Linked DNA regions of Capra hircus: region 2 is linked to region 1. Evidence: chromatin contacts called from public Hi-C data. All regions are on one chromosome and are shown on one strand. Each heading gives the region's core, a stretch centred on a gene start, on an enhancer-like site or on the middle of the called end of the contact. The rest is flanking DNA. Distances are from core to core; before and after follow the strand shown.

Evidence for each region. Hi-C and Micro-C count contacts between places; a contact is called where the count stands out from the background.
Region 2: a contact with region 1 is called in a Hi-C map of liver, with 12 times the contacts expected there. The contact joins the promoter of GADD45G here to the enhancer-like site in region 1. A contact is called at or near these places in 3 of 5 Hi-C or Micro-C datasets (blood and liver).

The regions. Positions count from the first base shown.
Region 1 is chr8:87,642,151-87,646,514 of ARS1.2, forward strand. No RefSeq gene overlaps it. Among named protein-coding and RNA genes, the nearest start is that of GADD45G, 630 kb to the right of the region's middle. Within about 2 kb of position 1,886, at least 2 of the 5 cell types and tissues checked have an H3K27ac peak or open chromatin away from gene starts, as enhancers often do.
Region 2 is chr8:88,267,350-88,271,652 of ARS1.2, forward strand. GADD45G (growth arrest and DNA damage-inducible protein GADD45 gamma) reads right to left here and starts at 2,179. Exons shown (of 4, transcript XM_018052512.1): 1 at 1,954-2,179; 2 at 1,581-1,682; 3 at 1,254-1,467; 4 at 547-1,157. The coding sequence starts at 2,006. The coding sequence ends at 1,047.

The sequences.
Region 1 (4,364 bases), core at 636-3,135:
GCAACTTTCAGTCTCACTTTCAAGCAGAGAAAAAAAAATAACGACATTGAGCAGTATGCCAAAGAGCATCTCTCTACATCATGGAGGTGTTTGTTGGACTGACGGGAAATGAAGCTGTTCTGATTTCAAGAGGAAGAGAAGACTGAGGAACTCTACTTTTAAACTTGTTTTCTGGGAGATTCATGTTCTGTTGCTAATCAACAGTCCTGCTTTGACAGTTTTCATTTCCTATAAATATAAATCCCAAAAAGAATGTCCAATATTTCCTGACTCAAATCCAGAAGGAGCAGGTGTGTTCTCTGGGTGAGTCATGCCATTAGCAGCCAAGACTGGGACATGGCTGCAGAGTCCTTTAAGGGAATAAAAGCAAGCTCAGAGGAGGGCCAGGCTTCTGGAATCACAGTTATTCAGAATTTGGGGATTCTGATAGGCGTGGTTCTCATTTTTCATTCCTGTTGAAAGCAATAGCATCATCTGATATTCCAATGATAATTTCTACATAAATAGATGAATATAATTTTCATCCATTTATCTGTTGATAGATATAAGCTGTTTCCATGATTGACTATGGATAAAAAGATGAGATACAGATGATGAAAAATTCCTCTGTCTTAGAAAGGAAAGAAATTCTACCACGTGTGACAACATGAATGGACCTAGAGGACCTTGTGCTAAGAGACATAAGCCAAACACAGGATGAGTATTTTATGATTCCACTTATGTGAGAAGCAGAGTAGCATAGCAGCTGCCAGGGAATGGAGGAGGGGGAATGGGTTGTTACTGTTCGATGGATATAAAATATCAGTTATGCAAGATGAATGAGCCCTAGCCATCCACTGTGCAACACTGTGCCTGTGGTTAACAAGACTGCACCATGCCCTTAAACAGCTATTAAATGTGTAGATCTTATTTTAGTTGTTTTTACCATAATCAAAGAAAACAAATGAATCAGTAGATCAATCTCAAAACTCTTCTTATTTTCTTTAAATTCACAAGATACACATGCACTGAGATGATGTCATTACCAGTTTCCCAAGTCAAAATACCTACTTTACCCAAAGTATCTCAAAGGAAGCTCTTTCATAAAGAAGTAACGCATACATATATTAAAAACACTTCACTTCATTCTAAATAAATACATTGACAACTAAATTAGTTATTATAATGATGAAAATACATATAATATCACATGTTTTATTTGAAGATCTCTTTCTCAAAACAGTGATGCAAGAGGGTCAAAATATTGAATACATTTGGAGATAATAGTAGTTTCTGGTGCTAAGTTCCATGTTCATCAATCTTGTAAACCACAAAGTCTTTTTTAGACGATTAAAACAGAGTTGCTACAGTGGAAGACCTAGAAATGTAAAGAGGAATTTTGTATTCCTTTCTCAAATTATTTTTTTCATTAATGAAAACATACTCATAAAACAGGAAAATAGGCTGTACATCCTAATTTAGGACACTGTTAAAGTTATATCCTGTAGTTTTAATATCATTACATCTGACTAAAATGCCAAATAAAATAGGAGAACTTTTTAAAATTACCACTAAAACTCAACTTGGAGAAGGCAATGGCACCCCACTCCAGTATTCTTGCCTGGAAAATCCCATGGACGGAGGAGCCTTGTAGGCTGCAGTCCATGGAGTTGCTAAGAGTCAGACACACTGAGCGACTTCACTTTCACTTTCTACTTTCATGCATTGGAGAAGGTAATGGCACCCCACTCCAGTGTTCTTGCCTGGAGAATCCAAGGGACAGGGGAGCCTGGTGGGCTGCTGTCTATGGGGTCGCACAAAGTCGGACATGACTGAAGCAACTTAGCAGCAGCAAAGCTCAGCTTAGAGGCAACACCACAGTAAGCAGCTATGCTGGATGAAACACTGAGTCATGTTTGTGGGAAGTACAAATGTGGTTTCGTGTTCAGAGGATCGTATTAGTCATCACTCTCCTGGATTCTCTCCTACTTCCTAAATAAATTTTTCTCCCCCTGTCCCTCGGCCGCGCCTTTCCCACAGGGTCCCTGGCACGAGGAACATGACAGGTGAGCCTACTGGGCTGATGGCTCCTGTGCAGCAGCTGTTCTTGCCTCAAAGAGGAGGCCATAGGTTGCATCAGGACGGATGAGTGCAAGTCACTGTAAACAACAGAGCTGATGTCATTTTTCCACAAAAAAGTCACTGTACACATAATAAGATGACAACAGCTTTCAGGGTATGATATGACAGTTTTCCCTGTCCACATGTCCCTGCTATATATCAGAAAGCAAGCTTGTTCTTCCAACTGGACTCAGGATATAGAAAATGATAAGCATTCATTCCAATGATGCCTAGCTCTTTTTACTGTGTGTCTGCAGCTTTCACTCATTCTTTTTCTTCTACGTGCATGTCACTCTAAGAGAGTTTCTGAGACTAGCTGCACTTTAGTGAAGATCTCAGAAAGCTGTATTAGATATCAATATCATTATTTAGGGAATAATGTGCACCATAATGTATCATTTATGGTTATCAAACTCTTCATGAAAGGCTGTAAACTAAATGGTTATATGACTTTTGTTGGGAGATTGTTCTATTGCTCAGAAAATATTCATTCCCTTTGTCACACTCCCAGCTTGCCCCTGGAAAATGGATATTCTTGTCCCATGAGTGATGGAATGACTTGCTTTGGTTTATTGGGATGAGAATGTGAGAGCGGAGGTAGATACTCCTGGCTGTGCAAAGGCATAAACACGCACGCTTGTTTTGGCTGATTCTTGTGCTCCTGCTGTCTGTCCCAGATAGTGGTTCTTCCTTCAGTGTGAAAATGCACAAGAATCAGATATCTGCCTACCTGCAGCCTGTAGGGGAACTGGCACAGCCTACCTGCAAACTCAGGAGTGAGAAGTAAAGAAATGCTGCCCGTTTTAAGTCATTGAAAAAACGAGTTTTTGTTGCCACAGCAAAAGCTTATACAGTTGCCTGTTTGCACAATGACCTATAATATCATTTCAGAGTACACCTTTTGTTTGACTAATCCTCAATTGACAGTTATCAGCTAGTTATTGCCACAATAATGCTGCCTGACAAACGACCACCAAATTTCAGAAGCATACAAAACTTTAGGTATCTCTGGCATTTGTGTATTGACTTGGGCCTGACTGGGTGAATCAGCTGGGGTAGCTCTGTACTACGTGTCTGACATCCAGCTCCTGAACCAGGAGCTTATCCCATGTGTGAGAGCCCAACTGTGCAACCACTGTTCAAGCCTGTACTCCGTCATGAGTGCTAAATCCCAAGTCACATGACCAAACTGATAACAGAACAGAGAGGTACAGTCTTTCTTGGAAGTATAGAGAAAGCACTGAATATTTCTAAAATTAATCAAATTTACCACCCTTGTTAGCCCTAATATTTTAAGAAAGCTGTTTGCTTTTTCTTTTACATTCTGCTTTCCTTTTCCAGATTTGAGTCAAAGGAAATATACTATAAAGACATATTCGTAACCAGCATACAGTGCCTTCAAGAGACTTCTGCCGTTGAGCACTTATCTGTAATGACCTGTAAGCTAATTAACTGATCATTCCCAAGTTATCTATTTAGTATTGATCAAGCAGAGTGGAACATATTGAACAGCAAACTTGGGACTATGACATGAATCCCTATTGTCCAATATGGTGCCATAAGTCACACTTGGCTACTGAGCTTTTGAAATGTATCTAGTCCAAAACCAGAAGCTTTGTTAGTGTCAAATACACATCAGACTCTGAAGACTTCCTGTAAAAGTATAAAACATATCATTGGCATTTTCTATATTGATTATATATTAAAGTAAAAGTATTGGATATACTGGGTTAAATAAAGAAGAGTATTAAAATTAATCTCAGAAATAAAGGGGTTTCTGATGAAGTCTCTCTCCGTGGCTTGCAGAAATCTGCTTTCCTGCTGTGCTTTCACATGGCCCCTTATCTGCATAGACATGTAGAGAAATCTCTGGTGTCGCTTCTCACAGACACCAGTCCTGTCAGACAGAGCCCCACTCTTAAGAACTCATTTAATCTTAATTATCTCCTTAAAGGCTCTGTCTCCAAATGCAGTCACATTAGACATTTTAATTGGTTGGGAGGGGTGAGGGACACAGTTCAGTCTATCACAGGAGGTCAACAAAGATTCCACTCTTGGGAAAAGATGTGGAAACGTGACTTAAGGACTGAGATTGTGGTGGCATCACTAATATTCTTTCTAATCTAGTTTGAAATGATATCAGGCTGTGTTATTGTAACTAGTACTATTAAAGAAAAAGTTACATGAAAGGAATTATATTTCATAATTATAATGATATAAATTTAAGGGATAAAGTTACAATCCATCTTCTTTATGGAAGAATT
Region 2 (4,303 bases), core at 929-3,428, 630 kb after region 1:
TAAATGCAGTCATGTCATATGCAATATTAATACCCTGGTGACATTGCCGTAAGTGCCATTCCTTTAAGGGGAAAAGGTTCCTGACAGCAGTCTGCCACCATCCTCAGGGACCACAAAGGGCAGTGCCTGCAGAAGGCAATGCTCATTGTGCAGGAAGGAGCTGCCTGCATCCTGCAAGCTGTTCCCATAAGCAGCTGTTAGAAGGGAGGGTGTGGAGAGGAAAGAAGGGGGAGGGGAGGGAAAGGTCTCTGCTATCAGGTTGGATGGCCAGCTGCTGCACTGATGTCTTATCCCAAGTATGCTCCTGTCTTGCAAGTTTAAAAATTTTCCTGAAGGGAGAGAAATAGGAGCAGGGCTCAAGTTCTGCCCTAACACCCAGCCAGCGTCCCCTCCCCCACTTCCAGCACCCCAGGAGCCTGCCATTCAGCGCCAACAGGAAGATGGAACAGGTGCCATGGAGTTCCGTAAATATCAGAAATCAGCAGCAGTCCCGCTGACCACCTCCCCCGCAGACAAAGATACCCTGCCCTCAAAAAAGAGAGTACGTTTGTTTCAGTTAAGTTTATTGTAAAACTCAAAGCTGCAGCAGCATAATCCTTTAGAAAATGAAGCATCGCCCGTATCCGTTTTGAAAACAGCAATGCATACTGCTCAAGTCCGTCAGAGCTCCTGTAACCGTACAAGTCCAAGCCGCCTGGACTTGCCTTTCCCCTCCTTTCTGCCGGGAGTACAGGCTGCTGAGTCACGCCTGCCCGGCCAGTCTGTCCTTCCCGGCCGCGCGGCCAAGGTCCCGCCTCCGGCCTTCCTGGGCGAGCAGCCGCTCCCCACACTTGTAGAGTCCTGGGTTGGGGCCAGCCTGCCCCTGTCGCCGCCGGGCCCCTCCTCGGGAGGGGACCGCACCTCCTCGCCGCTCTCCACGCGCCCCCGCCTGCCAGTCTCCACGCCGCACTCCGGCGCCCTCCGAGGGCGCATCCACAGAGCCAGCCCCGCGCTAGGCGCCCCGGGGCGTCACCACGTCGATCAAACCAAGGATCCCCACGGGGCTGTCACTCGGGAAGGGTAATATTGGGCACCCAGTCGTTGACGCTGCGGCTCTCCTCGCAGAACAGGCTAAGCTTCTCCAAGGCGGGGTCCTTCCATGCGTCCTCATTGGGGTTCTGCAGAGAGAACGCAGAGGTCAGCCTGGCTGGGCACTGGCTGCTGACGGGGGAGCGAGGGGGCAGGGATCACATCGGCACGGAGGCGACACTCACCGAAATGAGGATACAGTGCAGGTCTCCAGGTGCCCCCGACTCGTCGCCGGTACCCACGATCGCCGCCAGCCGCTGCACGTCGCCCACGCGGACGATGTCTATGTCGTTCTCACAGCAGAACGCTTGGATCAAAGTGAAGTGGATCTGCAGCGCGATATCGCCCTCGTCCTCCTCGTCAGCGGCAAGCACGCAGAAGGTCACATTGTCGGGGTCCCTACGCGGGCGAGCAAGAGGTGGTGAGATCAGGTCGAGGAGCCAGGGGCGCCCCCAGCCACCGTCTCCCCGGTCTCCCTGCCGCTCCTCCCACGGGCCGCGTTTGATACTCACACGTTCAGGACTTTGGCTGACTCGTAGACGCCGGCCGTGAGGCAGCCTTGGCGCTGCGCAGACAACAGCAGCTCGTGCAACGCTTTCCCGGCGCCCTGCATCCTGCGGACAAGCCAGCACGGTGAGCCGGAGGGTGCCCTGAGATCCCTGGACCCGGAGACGCACCCCCAGGGCCCCAGCCCGGCGCGCCAGCCCAGGCGGCCGCACCTTCGGCCCAGCCGGCACACTCGCGCCCGGCTTCCACCCAGCGGGTTCCCAACCCAGCCGGTTTCCACCCAGGCGGGCCCCAAAGACTATCGCCTAACCAGCGCGGCCAGGGCAGGACGAGGGTCCCCGCGCGCCCCGAGACGTCCGGAGTTAGGCGCCGACCTACCTGGCTGTGCTTTCTGGAACCGTGTCCTGGCCACGAACTTCTTCCAGAGTCATATTGCGATCTGCGAGCAGCAAGTTATCCACAAGAACAGAAGGCGGAGCAGACGCGAGCGAAGAAGGAAAGTCTACGAGCAAGCCCGGTGAGCCCACTGCCGGCGAGTAAGCCCGAGCGCCGCCTTGCGCCCTTATATAGGCTGAGCCGGGTGGCGCCGCCAGCTGGCGCGAGCCTGCGAGCCCATTGGCCCGCGCCTGCTTTCTGATGCAAATGAGGCGGCTGCCCGCGGCTCGTGCCAGAAGGCCACGTGGGGAGGGGTGCGGGGGATGACAATGCCTCAAATCTGCCGCTTTTGTCGGGGTGTTACCAGGCAGACTGGAGCCTGCAGATTTCATCTCGCCTTTTTTTTTTTTTTTTAAGTCCTTAAAAGGAAAAAGTTATGGGGGGAAAAAACCCTCACTTGTTAACAGTACGCTGCAATTTGTGAAATGCACCTTTGGGGAAATCTAACGAATATTTTTTTTTGCATTTATTTTTCTTGCTACCTTTTCTATTTTTTTCTTCACTTTTAATTTGGAGTTTCTGAAACCATTTCTTCTAAACCGGAACTTTAAAAACAGGCTGCGCTGGCTAAGCTAGCTAAAGGCCTGAAAGCAGCCCTCTCCAGCTGACACCAGAGCCCCGAGCGCGAGGTTCTTCTAGCACAATCAAGACCCGGACCCGGTCGCGCTGGAAAGTCTAGCCAATCTCCCGGCCGGCTACTAAGCGCTGCGGGGCGCCAGGGCGCGCAGGCAGATTGCGGCCGGAACACGCGGCTCGTTTGCATTTCTATGCTGGGTGCACAATAGCAGAGGTCTGGCGTGTGGCGGTTTGTAGGAGGGACAATTGAAGCTTTCTCTTCATAGCGACACTGTCCACCTGCCGCTGGGTGGGGTGGGAGAGCCCCGCCGCGCGTGGGGGTCGCCGGGCTGCTCGGCGCGTGGTGGGTCGCCGCCGCGTGGGGCTCCTGCGCTCTTCAATGCGCGCCCCCTGCACCGGCCCCGCTGCACCCACCACACGTTTGCATGACATCCCGCCCCAAAAGGTTCTAGCGCACGTGCGGAGCAGCCGTGGAAGTTGGAAGGAACACCTGCCTGCTGCACCTTTTTCGCAGCCGGGTGGGGACCCCAAGAACTTTGGGAACTACGCTTGGAATCCCTTTCCCGGGGCGCCATCTACAGGCCGACGGGAAAGTTCCTGAGCACCTCTCCTCCGCACTTCCATTGACATACTATGGGGACTTGGCCTCGGGCCCTCTGATCAAGGAGGGGCCCAGGTAGAGTCAGCTGAGCCCCATCTAAGCTACATATTAACGGAAGTCAAAAACTGCAAAACCCAGATGAAGACAAAAGGAGACTCCAATCCAGTAGTGACGGAAGAAAAGCCTATATTTGGCAAGCTATTTTGAAAAATTTTGACCTAAGTATGCATGTATTAAAAGCTTGTTTTCCAGGAATAGAGAAATAATACTAAATGAGAGCTTGAGAGCGTTTAATAGACATTGCTTGGCCGGGGCCATTTTGGACCTGTGTAATTAATGTTAGTTACTCAGTGGTGTCCGACTCTTTGCAACCCCGTGGACTCTACAGCCAGACTCCTCTCTCCATGGGATTCTCCAGGCAAGGATACCAGAGTGGGTTGTCATGCCCTCCTCCAGGGGATCTTCCCGACCCAGGGATGGAAACTGGGTCTCCCGCATTGCAGGCAGATTCTTTACTATCTGAGCCACCAGGGAAGTTGACACTTCCAGAAAGTTTGCTCACTGAGCTTATAATTTTTGGTGCCTGCATCTCTCTATGTGCACTGAGGTGCATTCTCTCTCCGCCACCCCGCCTTAACCCTTACTAGGTGAGGTTTTTGAGACTGGGCAGGACAGCTAGCGGGTGCAGGGGCTGTTGGGTGTGCTGGGAGTCCCGACTCTGCGGCAAGACAGGAAATAAGGAAGACAACGGAGTGCACCGGCTTCTTGCGCCCCCCGGTGGCCAGCTGGCAGAGGACAGCTGAGAAAGCGGAACACTTCCCAGATGCCAATTGTTTGCTCACCTAACATCCTTGAAATCCGAGGTGTCTTTTTTTTTTTTCCCCCACTGAAGGGCAGTTGATTTTCAGCGTTACAGGTGTACACAACAGTGAGTCAGTTATACATATACACCACACATCCACTCTTTTTTAGACTCTTTTCCCATGTAGGTCATAGCAGAGTATTAAGTAGAGTTCTCTGTTCTACGCAAGAAGTTCTTATTAGTCATCTGTTTTATGTAGTAGCACGTATAGGTCAATCCTAGCCTCCCAACCTATCCCTTCCCCTCACACGCCC